2 separate regions of the Hordeum vulgare genome follow, and region 2 is linked to region 1. The links are chromatin contacts, called in public Hi-C maps. All regions are on one chromosome and are shown on one strand. Each heading gives the region's core, a stretch centred on a gene start, on an enhancer-like site or on the middle of the called end of the contact. The rest is flanking DNA. Distances are from core to core; before and after follow the strand shown. Region 1 overlaps LOC123401266 (a long non-coding RNA gene). Region 2 has its middle 33 kb from the start of LOC123403367.

What was found. Hi-C and Micro-C count contacts between places; a contact is called where the count stands out from the background.
Region 2: a Hi-C map of seedling shows a contact between it and region 1, with 3 times the contacts expected there. The contact joins two enhancer-like sites. A contact is called at or near these places in 2 of 6 Hi-C or Micro-C datasets (leaf and seedling).

The regions. Positions count from the first base shown.
Region 1 is chr6H:114,545,594-114,552,020 of MorexV3_pseudomolecules_assembly, reverse strand. It overlaps LOC123401266 (a long non-coding RNA gene), which reads right to left. Exons shown (of 11, transcript XR_006611063.1): 2 at 5,298-5,607; 3 at 3,645-3,741; 4 at 3,457-3,548; 5 at 1,756-1,868. Among protein-coding and RNA genes, the nearest start is that of LOC123401266, 3.6 kb to the right of the region's middle. Within about 2 kb of position 3,675, at least 3 of the 3 cell types and tissues checked have open chromatin away from gene starts, as enhancers often do. A contact at or near this core is called in leaf and seedling, where this site is marked.
Region 2 is chr6H:114,970,775-114,977,201 of MorexV3_pseudomolecules_assembly, reverse strand. No RefSeq gene overlaps it. Among protein-coding and RNA genes, the nearest start is that of LOC123403367, 33 kb to the left of the region's middle. Within about 2 kb of position 3,936, at least 3 of the 3 cell types and tissues checked have open chromatin away from gene starts, as enhancers often do. A contact at or near this core is called in leaf and seedling, where this site is marked.

The sequences.
Region 1 (6,427 bases), core at 2,426-4,925:
CCCAGACAACTCCCCCAACCTACGTAACACTAACGTCTGTCTGAATGTTTCGGAGCACAAAAAGATGAATTAAAGAAATTAATTGCTCGCAGGGAAATGGAAATGTTCGGAGTTTAAACACCCCTAATAAAAATCAGCATGATTTCTGCACCTAAAACATATCTTAAGCCATGAAATATGTTTCTATACTATTTATTTGGTGTCGTAAACTTGGTCAAACTTTATAAAGTTTGACTCAGACCAGAAGTTATATGTCTATATTATGGAAAAAGGAGGGATCATATATTCTGAAGGAGCAACTATACGTCAAGTGGCTTGAAATATTTTCTAGTTTCACTCAATTATATGCCCCCGTCCATACGATTTACATCCAACGACTCAGGTGCTTTATTCAACCTCCGAATCGTCTTCCCCTCTCACCCCCAATCGATGAACCCCCCCTCAGTCACTAGGAAGACTGCTTGCCCACACCGCTCGTAGCCGGTGTCTCTCCCACGCCGCCTTGCCACCCCACCCCTTCCATAGCGCCCTGCGCCTTCCTGACAACCCCCCTTTCTATCAACCACATTATGACCATATCTACCATTTTTTATCAAGTTTTCTCAAAATTCAAGTTCCACAATTTTTGATCAAGTTTATAGAGAAAATTATCCATATCTACCATACGGAATATATGAACATACCATGGGAAAATATATTTCACAATGAATTTAATGATACTGATTTGTTATTCGAAGTGTTGATAAGTTTTTCCATAAACTTGGTCAGAGTTTACAAAGTTTGATATTGAAAAAAATCTAATATGTAGTGTAATTTGGTAGGGAGGGAGTATATGAACAAAACAGAGCCTAGATTCTAAAAGCTTCAATTTAACACTACTAAACCTGAATAATTGAGTAGTACCAAGTGTGGAGTACGACAGGTAACTTGACTTGAAGATCACACCTCATCTGAATATACTAGCTCCAAGGTACACAGATTTTCTCTTGTTCCTAGAGTACTTTCGAGGAATCTTCTCTCATGTGCATCGAAAGGAACATGTCACTTGGATACAGCAGTGATTTAGATTGGATATTTGGAAGTACAAGCACGTGTCAACTTTTCTCTGGTTTGGGTTTTGGATTTCGTTATGAACAGTAGTAGCTATAAATGACACCGACAGATCCCAGGTACTAGGATCGTATATCTTATCTGTACTCAATATCTTATACAGTATATATACTTAAGCAAACAAGTATATATAGTAGCCTGACATCTCAGCATAGTATAGCTCAGTTTACTCATCTTAGGTTCTCAGCTAACAACCCTGAGTTCGATCACATCTCGTCTGTACTGCATCTCGATTGTAAATTTTAAATAGCTAGTACTCCATCTTGATTATTTTCCTTCATACGAGGTTTTTGGTTATTGTATTTACTTTGAGAGCTTGCAGTTTTCACTTAGTCTCAACTACACTATTTTTCCATAGACAAACATGATGATAATGATGATGACAGCAGCCTTGTGTTGTAAAAAAGAGAGGGAAACTAGCCTCACCTGATTGTTTAAAATATATTCAGTTTATGCCCTTTTAAAATAGTCACTGAGCTAACATAGAAGCTCAAGCATCCAAGGTAATTCTTTCCAAAAATATATTTCGTGATTTTATTTACCACATACATTTCATGCAGAAATTTCAAAACAACATATTGTATGACAACTTTATGATAACACTGAAAAGATAATACAAAGTATATCTCAAAAGTATTTACATACCTGGGAGATGCAATTGCCAACTCAGAAAATATCCCGACTAAACCATTAAAATATCGGTGGTTGGCGATGAACCTTATAGGTCATTGAGGATAATACCAATTCGAATATCACATCTAATTATATCAAAAGAAAAAAAATCATAATTGTTTGATAAATCTAGATAGAAATTTGAAGTATGTAGTAGCAAACATATAAAAGTTTAAATAATAAATACTAAATAATTATTCCTGAAAACATGGAATTTGGAGCCCATCAACTTCGTTTGGTTTTGTTTCATATCAGCCACCTATAAGAAAAATCCAACTGGTTAACTTTCCAGCTTTTACAGGAATATTATTATTTACACTGATTCTACTCACTTAGAAGCTCTATATACAGCTCCTTTAAAATGGTAAACCATACCAAACTTCTGGAATTTCAGTACTGCAAAATATTCTTCCGGGCCCCTAAGAGAAAATTTTGCTAAGAGCCCAAAGTCTCCATAACAACCCATTTTGTCGTGAAAAGATGCTGTAATGCAATCAACAACTCCCAGCCTGCATTTCCAGCTTTACTTGGGAACGGAACTAATGCTTGACAAAAGAATGCAACAACTAAGAATTATTGGGTAGAACTGAATAAAACGTGAAGATTAAGGGCACTGTTGAGAGTTTTGATCAATTTACACGCAAAGTTGAATTTTCCTCTAAAATCACACACTGTGTAATAAATTATTTTTATTTGTGGTTCCAACTGCAGATCTCTTCCAACCACAGCAGGTATCAACAGCTTGCACCCACCAGCGCCTATGGTGCGTTCCAGAATAGTTATGACAATGCAACCATACATTAACCATTTGCACTATGAAAACCTCACAAGGTTCTGTGAAGGAAATTCTGTAACTATCCATCAACTCTGCTACAATGCCAAATGGAGCCTACTTGCTTGAACTCATTATGCAACAGTGTAATATGGACGCATCAGTAGCAAGAGTTAAACAATTAGGAAAGCAGGAAGGACGTGACAAGTCAAGCTTATATTAGACGACACGGCATGCCTTGATGCAGCTATCCTACAGCAAAACAAATCACAGTCCCATTTAATCAGAATCTATGTAACGAGCACTGTTGTGAAACAATGATGCATGCATCTCGTGTTCAGTACCAGGAACATCTTAAACCACGTATGAGGCAGTGCAAAAGCTAGTTGTGTCTATCCTCCACAATTTTTTGTATCTGGAATAGCTTTGTACTCCGGAAATAGACATATAGCTTCCTCGCACTGGTGGGTTCGCCCACTTGCGTGAGGTGTTGCAGATGTGACTGAGATGGCACTTGCAGGCCAGCCAGCGTTTAGATAGACCATTGAAGGCTATGTGGGACCAATCTACTAGTCAGGGAGCCGTTAGATCAATCCAGACTCATCCAGGCACAGTACGTTTTTCGTGCTACAGAATAACCACACATCCTTTGACACCTACGCAATCTCTTTTCCCCAGAGAATAGATGCAATGTCATGTTGTGATAACTCTTTTTTCCCATCGTAGTCACCAAAGGAAAAAGATAAGCGAACAAAGCATTATGCTGCCTGCATCTAGTAGCCTGTAAGATCGTGGCCGGCCGACTGACCAGACAGATCTTGAAAACAATGGAGCTAGCAGGATAAGTGATGTAACTGACACTGAAATATGAGGCACTGTTAAGCAAAGGAAGCCAGCATTACCTTGCCCTACCAAGGCCGCTGCTTTGGTCAGATCCCTCTTTTCCGCAGCGACACAATTTGTTGACACCTGAAACTTTTACGATTCTTCCCCCCTGCATTCAGAAGACGACCGTTTTGACATGGAACTGAACGGCTATCCGCAACAAGCTAGGACCACCGGCAAGAGGAGCATGGGAAGGACCCCTCACCAGCGATCCATAATAAAAGGTCGGCCTAAATGTCACGTGAAGATTGAATCTCGCTGAGTGCCCCATGGAACCTACATGCATGCGCCAATTGCTGCTACTGCACAGACAAGTTGTCAAAGTCAAGTTTAGTGCGCCACACCATAATTTCTAGCAGGACCTACACGAATGCCCGATCCATCCCCTCCGTGATTCTATGATATGGGTTAATTGCTGGGTTCTGGCATTCGACCAGATCAGCAGTAATTCACAAGAGGGTCTGCTGGTTAACTGGACCATGCACTGTTCTAGAATCAAGGAACAACTAATTGGAGGACGTGATGTATCAAATAAACTTACAAACTACCTTGACTTGTATGGACCCATGGGACCAACTTTACTATTACTGAGAAGTAAGTACTTCCTCCGTTTACAAATACTCCCTCCGTCCGGAAATACTTGTCATAGAAATGGATGTATCCATTTGTATCCATTTTTGTGACAAATAATTTCGGACAGAGGGAGTATGTCTTTTAAAAAATTCCACTAGAGACTATATACGAAGCAAAATAAGTGAATCTACACTCGAAAGTATGTCTATATACATCCGTATGTAGTCTGTAGTGAAATCTCTAAAAAAAACTTATACTGTATTTAGGAACGGAGGGTGTATAAAATGTTTTGGATATTTCAATATGACCAAACACATTAAAACGTGTCTAAATACATTTGATTTAGAAAAAAAGTTAGAACATCTTATATTTGTGAACGGAGGGAGTAACACATAATTAACCTTGGAGTCTACTGAACAATGCAGATACCAGCAGGACAATGTACAGTCAGATTAATTTCACAGAATAAATCTATGTCTGGTATCAGCTCCTAAGCTAAATGGTCTTGCTGACATATAAACTTGATTCGAGCAAAACCAACTTTTGTTGATATGATGAGTGCATAAGAGGTACAAGCTGACTCATCTAGACTCTAGTACAACTAGAGGACACCACAGTAGGATGAGGTTGCCACGTTCGTTTGCGGTCCACCATTTAAAGTCTCCACCGACATCGCTTTCTTTGGGTGAATCAGTGCTGGCTTTAATAAATATTACAATTAAAATTCACAATTTACAGATCGCAACATTTGAATGTGATTTATCCAATTCGAAAAGTCACATCTTATGAATGTTTGGTCATTATCGCTGATTTTCTCCCTTTTTGACACAACCCACCCATGGTAAAATCTACCCCAACACGCTTAGATTTTCCAAACCATCATTCCATCTTGCAGTGTTAATGTCACATTGCAGGCTTGTTTCTCCAACCATAGGCTAGCTTGTAACAATAACAACAACATGGCAGCTTCTGAATTTCGGATCATTTTGTATGACTTAATATTTTATCATTATGTGATTACCATCCTATATTAGCAAATAGCAAGTGCCAACTGCCAAATAGGCAACCTAAATATGACAGAGGGTCCAATGAAAATACCTATACCCACAAGTGGAAACAAGATCATATATATAACCTATGAAGTAGATAACAAACAGGAGATGATAGTGGCATAGATCAGTGCAGCATAAATCCTACGTCAAACAAACAGGATTCAAATAAATACACGGGGATCTACAGAATTATTAAGGGGTAAAAGAAAAATTAGAGTCATCAAATCCCGTACCTTGATTTCTCATCTTCCCGCACATAGTGGCCGAAACTGTACCTCCGCAGCTTTTACTTCATAACAGGCTACAGCTTAAACTGTAAGCGATGTTTGGCCCAGCTGCACTGCGGCCTGGACAGACAGCCCCCACCTCTCGCCCCAGGCTCCAGTGAAGCTACAATTATCCTCCAGTATCCCCATTTCCAACCGTCCTTCATCTCCTACCTTTGGCATCTCCAACAAACCACATTACATCTCCATTCCTATCTCATCGTCTTGATTTCCTTTAGGAAGATCTTCGCCACATCATTTTTCTTTGTTAACTAATCTGTATGTTCCAAGAAACGTGTGAAATAATGTCCAGATTTCAGTAACTATTTCTGAATCAAATAGAATGAAACATTCCTGATGTAAGACAGAAAAACAGAAATAGAATTATTCGTTTTCTTCCATCAAACAGTTGTTTGTTTTCTGGAAGAATCAAATGTTCCTACACTATTAAAAATGATAATTAAAACTATAGTTGGGTGAACAAGCTAGTCGATGTCCATGTCTTTCAATATCATGGATCGCACACACATTGACAACATTTCTTATTAAGCATTTTAAGTTTTTAACAGAGTAGTTACATTCCCTGGAAATCAATGCTATAATTTCTAGATCATCATAACAACTATTGGTGGCTACTATCAGCGCAAGAACTCTTCACCGATTGCGTATTTGGCATCAAATGAATTCACCGATTCAAGGCAAAATGGAAGGCTGTTGATGTATTCAGTAGAAAAAAAAAACTAACCACAAAAACTTAGCGACATAAACATAGTGCAAGAGCTATGCAATCAGGATTTCTTGTGAGGCAACTGCAATAGAGATCCACATGTGTACATTCCAAAAATTTGATCAGAGCCGTTTGTAGTAAGATATTGCAATTGACTCAGGAATCTACAGAGCACGGCATGAACAGGTAACCGCTCACATTGTAGATGATGATCAGGCACTTGATTCTCAGATTGCAGAAACAGACTCCAACGTAATGCAGAACAGGTAACTGCTCCCGCACATGCGTATAAGTTCGAAATAAAACTCATTTCGTATCAAACGATGATGAACAAACCCCAACTCGGGAGAATGACTAATCAAAGCTTATC
Region 2 (6,427 bases), core at 2,687-5,186, 420 kb before region 1:
TGCGGGTTTGAATCCCCTCCGCGAACGTCGGGCGCCCCCTGTGCGGTGGGTCATGTATTTGCCACATAATGCGTCACATAGGATCTCTCATGTTTGGTTGGGTCTTCCACATGATCAAGAAATTTTACCTATATTTTTGAACATTGATCAATAAAGTCTAGGAGAGGTTACTAAAGATAACTAGTTGACTAGCGCTCTTTCGGCAGCCTTCCAACGATCACCCGAGGTGGGCTAAGAGAGCACTAGTTGGTGCTAAACCTGGGCATGGACAACCGAGCCTGGTTACCCGGGCGGGGCGGGGCGGGGCCGGCTTTACGTTCGGGCTTGGAAACTAGGCCCGGACAGTAGTTCGAACCGGACTCGGGCTTAGGAAAATTGCCATTTTAAGGCTCGGCCCGGCCACGAATTCATCTTTTTAGTCTATTGGGGCCGGGCCCGGGCCTGAATATTGGTTTTTTTGGCCGGACTCGGGCTTTGGATTTTCAGTTCGGTCTTTCTAAAGCCTGACCCGAAACCCGGCTCGGCCCGGGGTACGTCCAGGTTTATTTGGCGTGCTTTGGGTGCTCTCTCTAGATTTTATTTTATTTTTTCGTACGTGTTTCCCGGTTTTTTAGATTTTTTTATTTTCACCGGTCTTTTCTAGTTATTCATAAAAACAATTGCATGAGAAAACGTGGTTCTTTCGTGAGAGCCATGATTTTTCTTCCGCGAGCGGTATGGCCGTGCCTTTTGAAAACAAAAGAAATGTGTTTTCTATTTATTTTTCATGAGAGGCACGATTTTGCTTTCGTGAGAGCACGGTTGAAAGAATCGATATGGTTGACTAAAGGGAAGGTGAATCGACAACTATCAATTTTTAGCTCTTCTTAACAAATTAGGGTTAGCAACAAAAGGTTCTCTAGATAAACAACTAGGTGAGCAACCTATATAATGCTAACAACAAAGACAACAAGTGCAAGCAAGGAATACACCACAACAATAATAAGTATAAAGTAAAGGTAAGAGATAACCGCAAGTGGAAGCGGTGCAGACGAGGATGTGTTACCGAAGTTCCTTCTCTTTGACACAAAGTACGTCTCCATTGGAGCGGTGTGGAGGCACAATGCTCACAAGAAGCCACTAGGGCCACCGTATTCTCCTCACGCCCTCATACAATGTGAAATGACGTGATTCCACTGTTGGTGCCCTTGAAGGCGGCGACCGAACCTTTACAAACAAGGTTGGGGCTATCTCCACACAAATCTTGGAGGCTCCTAACAAGACCAAGAAGCTTCCACCATAATGGAATGTGGCTCCGAGGTGACCTCAACCGTCTAGGATGCTCAAACACCCAGGAGTAACAAGATCTGCAAGGGATTAGGGGGGTCAAATATCTCTTGGTGGCAGTGTAGATCAGGGCCTTCTCAACCAATCCCTAGAAAATTAACAAGTTTGATTGTCCACGGAGAGAGATCGGGCGAAAATGAGCTTTGGAGCAATAATGGAGCTTGGGGAGGTAAGAGGTGACCTTCTCAGGAAAGAATACCCCTTTATATGGTGGGGGAATATTCCAACCATTACCCCCCACTCACAGCATGAGCAGAGCGGTATTACCGCTGCTAGGAGCGGTACAACGCACGGTAGTAAATTTTTTACTACCGTGCCTACCACTGCTGAGGCAAAAATATGCGCAAAAAGTCCGACAGAGCGGTAGTAAAAAACTACTACTGCCAAAAGAGTGGTTCTACCGCTCTGCCCGCGGTACAAACGCTGGCACCAGCGGTGCTACCGCAGGCCCTTTTGCACATACAGGGACAGACATGTTTGAGCTCCATTGAAGCAAGGGAAAGGTTGTGAAATGGAAATGTGTACACCCCCTCTTAATAGTACAACTTTCCTACAACTCAAAACCACCAAAGAGAAACGTAGAAAGCAACCGTCTTTGAAAGACTCCGAGAGGCACCGAATCGTCTTGTGCCTAGTCATGAATTATCTGAAATTCTCAATGCACGCGATTAGTCCGCACACACATTGTCATCAATCACCAAAACTATTTAGGGAGAAATATGCCTTAACAACGATTTTACTTTAACGAGAGGCATGCCCGTGCCTTTCGGAAATCAAAAAAACATATATTCTATTTATTTTTTCTTTCATATGAGACACGGTTTTGCTTTCGTGAGAGCCACGGTTTTGCTTTCGCGAGAGGTACGGCCATGCTCTCGAAAACGAAAAAACGTGCTTTTTTTTCTGTGAAAGACACGGTTTTAATTCTCTCGAAAACGAAAAGATGTGTTTTTTTTTCTATTTTCCCGTGAAAGACACGGTTTTGATTCAGCGGGAGCCACCGATTTGCTTTGCGAAGAGGCATTGTCATGCCTATGTGAAATAGCTTTTCGAAAAGGAAAAAAGTGCCCTCGTTTTGCTTTTTTGTCCGTTTTTTTTCATAAAAAAATTCAGCAAAATCTATCAACACGCTATTTAGTTTTGAAGATCTCGACGCGAGAAATCCAACGATGAAAATGATTCAGAATTTGAATGCATGGTTTTAAAGATAAAACATTTTGAATAAACAGATTAAGAAAAGACTTCCAGATTACAACAAGTGGTTCATATGCAACACGTCAGTTGTCGCGGCCTGAGAAGATGAAAATGATCTATGAAAGGAATACTCATTAGCTAGTGATTTCATTAATTCTTAAAAGAAAAAAATGAAGACTGACAACCTCGATGGCCGATGTGCGAGGGAGAAAGGGGCGAGTCTATGTGCCACCCTCTACGAGGCCTATTGATAGACACGGTTCATTTGGTAACGTCATGTTGCTTTTTATTCACATTTATTTTCCTTTTTTCTAAAAGTCTAAGTAAATATTTAAAAATACTTTACATATTTTAAAAATGTTAACGTGTATAAAAATGTTTTTATGTATATGTTATATATACAATGTGAATAAAAAAGTGAAAATGTTGATGTGAATGAAAAATGGTAATCATGTGTATGACAAATGTTTATACATTGCAAAAGAATGTTGTGTAATTCAAAAAATCTACATTATATTTTAGGAAATGTTCACCAATTTCAAAACTGTGTTTGATTCAAAAATATGTTTGTACAATCTAATCTTAAATAATGTTAATCTTGCATTTAAAAAATGTTAAGCCTGTAGAGGAAAATGTCTCTGTCGTATATGAAACATATGAACATAAAATGTAAAACAAATGTTAATCATGTAAACAGAAAATATTAATGATATGTACATAAAATGTCACACATAGGTACAACAAATGCTAATCATAGGTACGAGAAATGTGTCGAACAAAGTTTTGAAACTTCTGGACATTTTTATAAAAAATGTACGTCACATTTAAAGAAAATCTTCCAGGTTCCAAAAATGTGTTTGTAACATTTTCTAAATATGTTAGTACAATGTACTAAAAATGATTACATAACTAAGAAGTAATTTTAACATTCAAAAAATGTTTCAACATGTATTTGAAAATAATATTTAACATGTATTTGAAATAAAAATAACTAGTTTATAGTGTATTACATATATATTTGAAAAATGTTAAACAGGTATAAAACAAATGTTTTAATATATACAAAATATTTAGAGCATGAATGAATTTTTTTAACCATGTACTGAAAAAACAAAACCAATGAAAAACTACAAAACAAACAAAAATAGTAACGAAAAACCGAAAAAATAATAGAAAGAATTAAAGAAACAATGTATAAAGAAGAAAAATAAAAAACCATGGAAAAAGAAAGAAAACATAGCATACAATAATACGAAAATATAAAAACCAAAAACGGATGAGAAAACAAAAAATTGAAAGGAAAAAATTGAAGCGAGCAAATTCTGTAGCGAGAACAGAGTGAACCAATGTGTGCAGGACCAGCACCCGCGCAACAAAGTGGGTCAGCCCGCTACTGTCTCCCGTAGACGATTCCCATGAAGAATCAGTACGAGCGACATATAGCCCCGACGATGAGAAAGGCCTTCACTGATGGGTAGAATGGCGCATCTTGTGGAGCGTGTACTTTCATTGATAAGTCCCATCGCAATGACTTATGTCCCTCCTGCATTTTCAAGGGACAATTTTATTTTTGGTTTTAATTTGTGACCACTTTTATCCTAAATAAACCGAGTGCTCAACTTTGCTCTTTTTTGTCGTGTACGTTTATGAAAACACTTCTCCGTACCTTTTTCGTCCGGTCAAAAGCCTTTGACTGTCTAGAAATGCGTCCAATTTGATTAGCACAACATGTTTGCAACTGTTTGCGCCAGTGAAACCAAAATGCTAATGGTGAAGCATGATATGAGACCTGCAATGGTGTCCGCGGTGTCGTTGCTCTCCACCTCGAGCACGATCGCCCTCCTGTTAGCGTCTTCATGAATTTGTTTGGCTCCTTTCTCCTTCGCGGCATCCGATGTGTGAGGAAAAGTACACACTGGGATAGGGATGGCCAAAGTGGACAAATATACAATATTGGGTTGTTGACTATTTAACTCGCTGATAGTAGGAGCCCACATAATGGTTGTTTAGGGAGTTTCTATTCCATGTGAGTGCTATATCTCGTTTATAGTAAGTATGACATTCATATCATCTGAATGCGTCAACGTATAGGGTCGATCATAAGTTAGGTGCTAGTTTGCTAGCTCAGTTGGCTCGCTTGCTCGTTCGTGGAGGTCAGGAATGCTATATCTCGCTTATAGCGAGTATATCCTCTATATCACGTGAACGCGTCTGCATATAGGGTCAGCCCATAGGTTAGGTGCTCGTTCGCTGTCTAATTGGGATGCCTTCAACCGGTCCAATCTATTCCGACCAGGGCATAGTCTTTCAGCTGGGCTACAGTGCTGGTGAAGATGTCGATGCAGTAGAACGGATCTAGGGTTGCTACATGGAGAGAATCCATGATGAGAAGCTGGTTTTGCGAAGTTTTGTCAAGCCAGAGGAGATCCGAACATGCCCTTACTTGAGGCGACACTTCTACTGTCCTGCATCACGCGAGACATAGGCCTGCCCTCCTATTCCCCCCTTAGGTCGGGGAATATCGATCAATCGCGTAACCCACGCGACTCGTACTCTCTATGGGAGTTTCTCCCAACTCGTTTTGGCAAAGTCCTAGAACCTTCCATGAACCGCTATTTATTTTATTTCATCTACATTTTTCTTTTACTTTTTATGGGTTTTCCCTTTTTATTTTATGACTTTTTATTATTCCATTTTCTATTTTCAAAATCACAGCTTTTAAAAAATATTACAAATCATGGACAAGTTTCAATTCATGAATATTTTCAAAAAACACAAAAGAAATTCAAATTGCAAGCATTTTTCAAATGAAGAACAATTTCTGAAATTTGTAAACTTTTTGTTACATAACAACCATTTTTGAATTTGTGAACACTTTTTAATATTGGCAGACATTTCTAAAAATTTGTGAATAGATGTTGAATCACAAACATTTTTTGGAAAAGAAATGTGAATTTGTTTTGAAATCATAAGCAACTTTGAAACCATGAACATTTTTTGAACTCGCGGACATTTTTATAAATACATGAACAATTGTTTTTCTGAAACACATTATATTTGTAATTCACAAATATTTTTTAAATTTGGAAACATTTTTAAATTCATATTTTTTAAAAAATTCGTCAACATTTTTCTAAATCTCGGAACAGTTTTCAAAGTCATGAACAATTTTTATAACCCAGAAACATTTTCTAACTCATGAATCATTCTTGAGATGCAGAATTTTTTTATCCCGAACATTTTTTTGAAAGACTCAAAAAATAGAAACAAAAAAGATAAAAAAACGAAAAGGCAACTTTACCAACCTGAAAAGGTTGGGGACAAAAAGGAAACTTTACCAACCTGAAACTGCACGGCGCGTACCCATATAGTGATATTATTCAGGTGTGATCTCGGATTTTGTTTGGGATCATAATATTTTGAATTTTAAAACATATTCATACATGTGACACTATTCAGGTGTGATGTCTGATTTTGTTTTGTTTCATATCATCACATATTTTCAGTTTTCACACTTGATGATTGCATGATTGGTTATATTTGGTTTCCTTTGTCTTCTTGTAGGAGTAAATCTCAGGTTAAGATGCGACTAGCATGTATGCTCGTGCACTGCAATAGAAGAAAACATAGTGTGCATCTAAATTTAGCGAGAATTATATGTGCAAACATAAGCCTGTGTGCATGTCAGTAATTAACATTTAGGTTATGGGTTTTGTCATATATAAAGTAATCAATGCACTGTTTTTCCGTTCATTGACCTAGGGGGTTTAAACTTTAAAGGGTTTGTTAAGTCATCGCATGCCAAGGGAAGGCCAGCGAATTCAATCAATTCTTCCATTCATTCGATATGATTTCAAGGTTTGAAGTTTCATAATATGAAAGTAAGGTGGATCTTCTTTTTTCATGT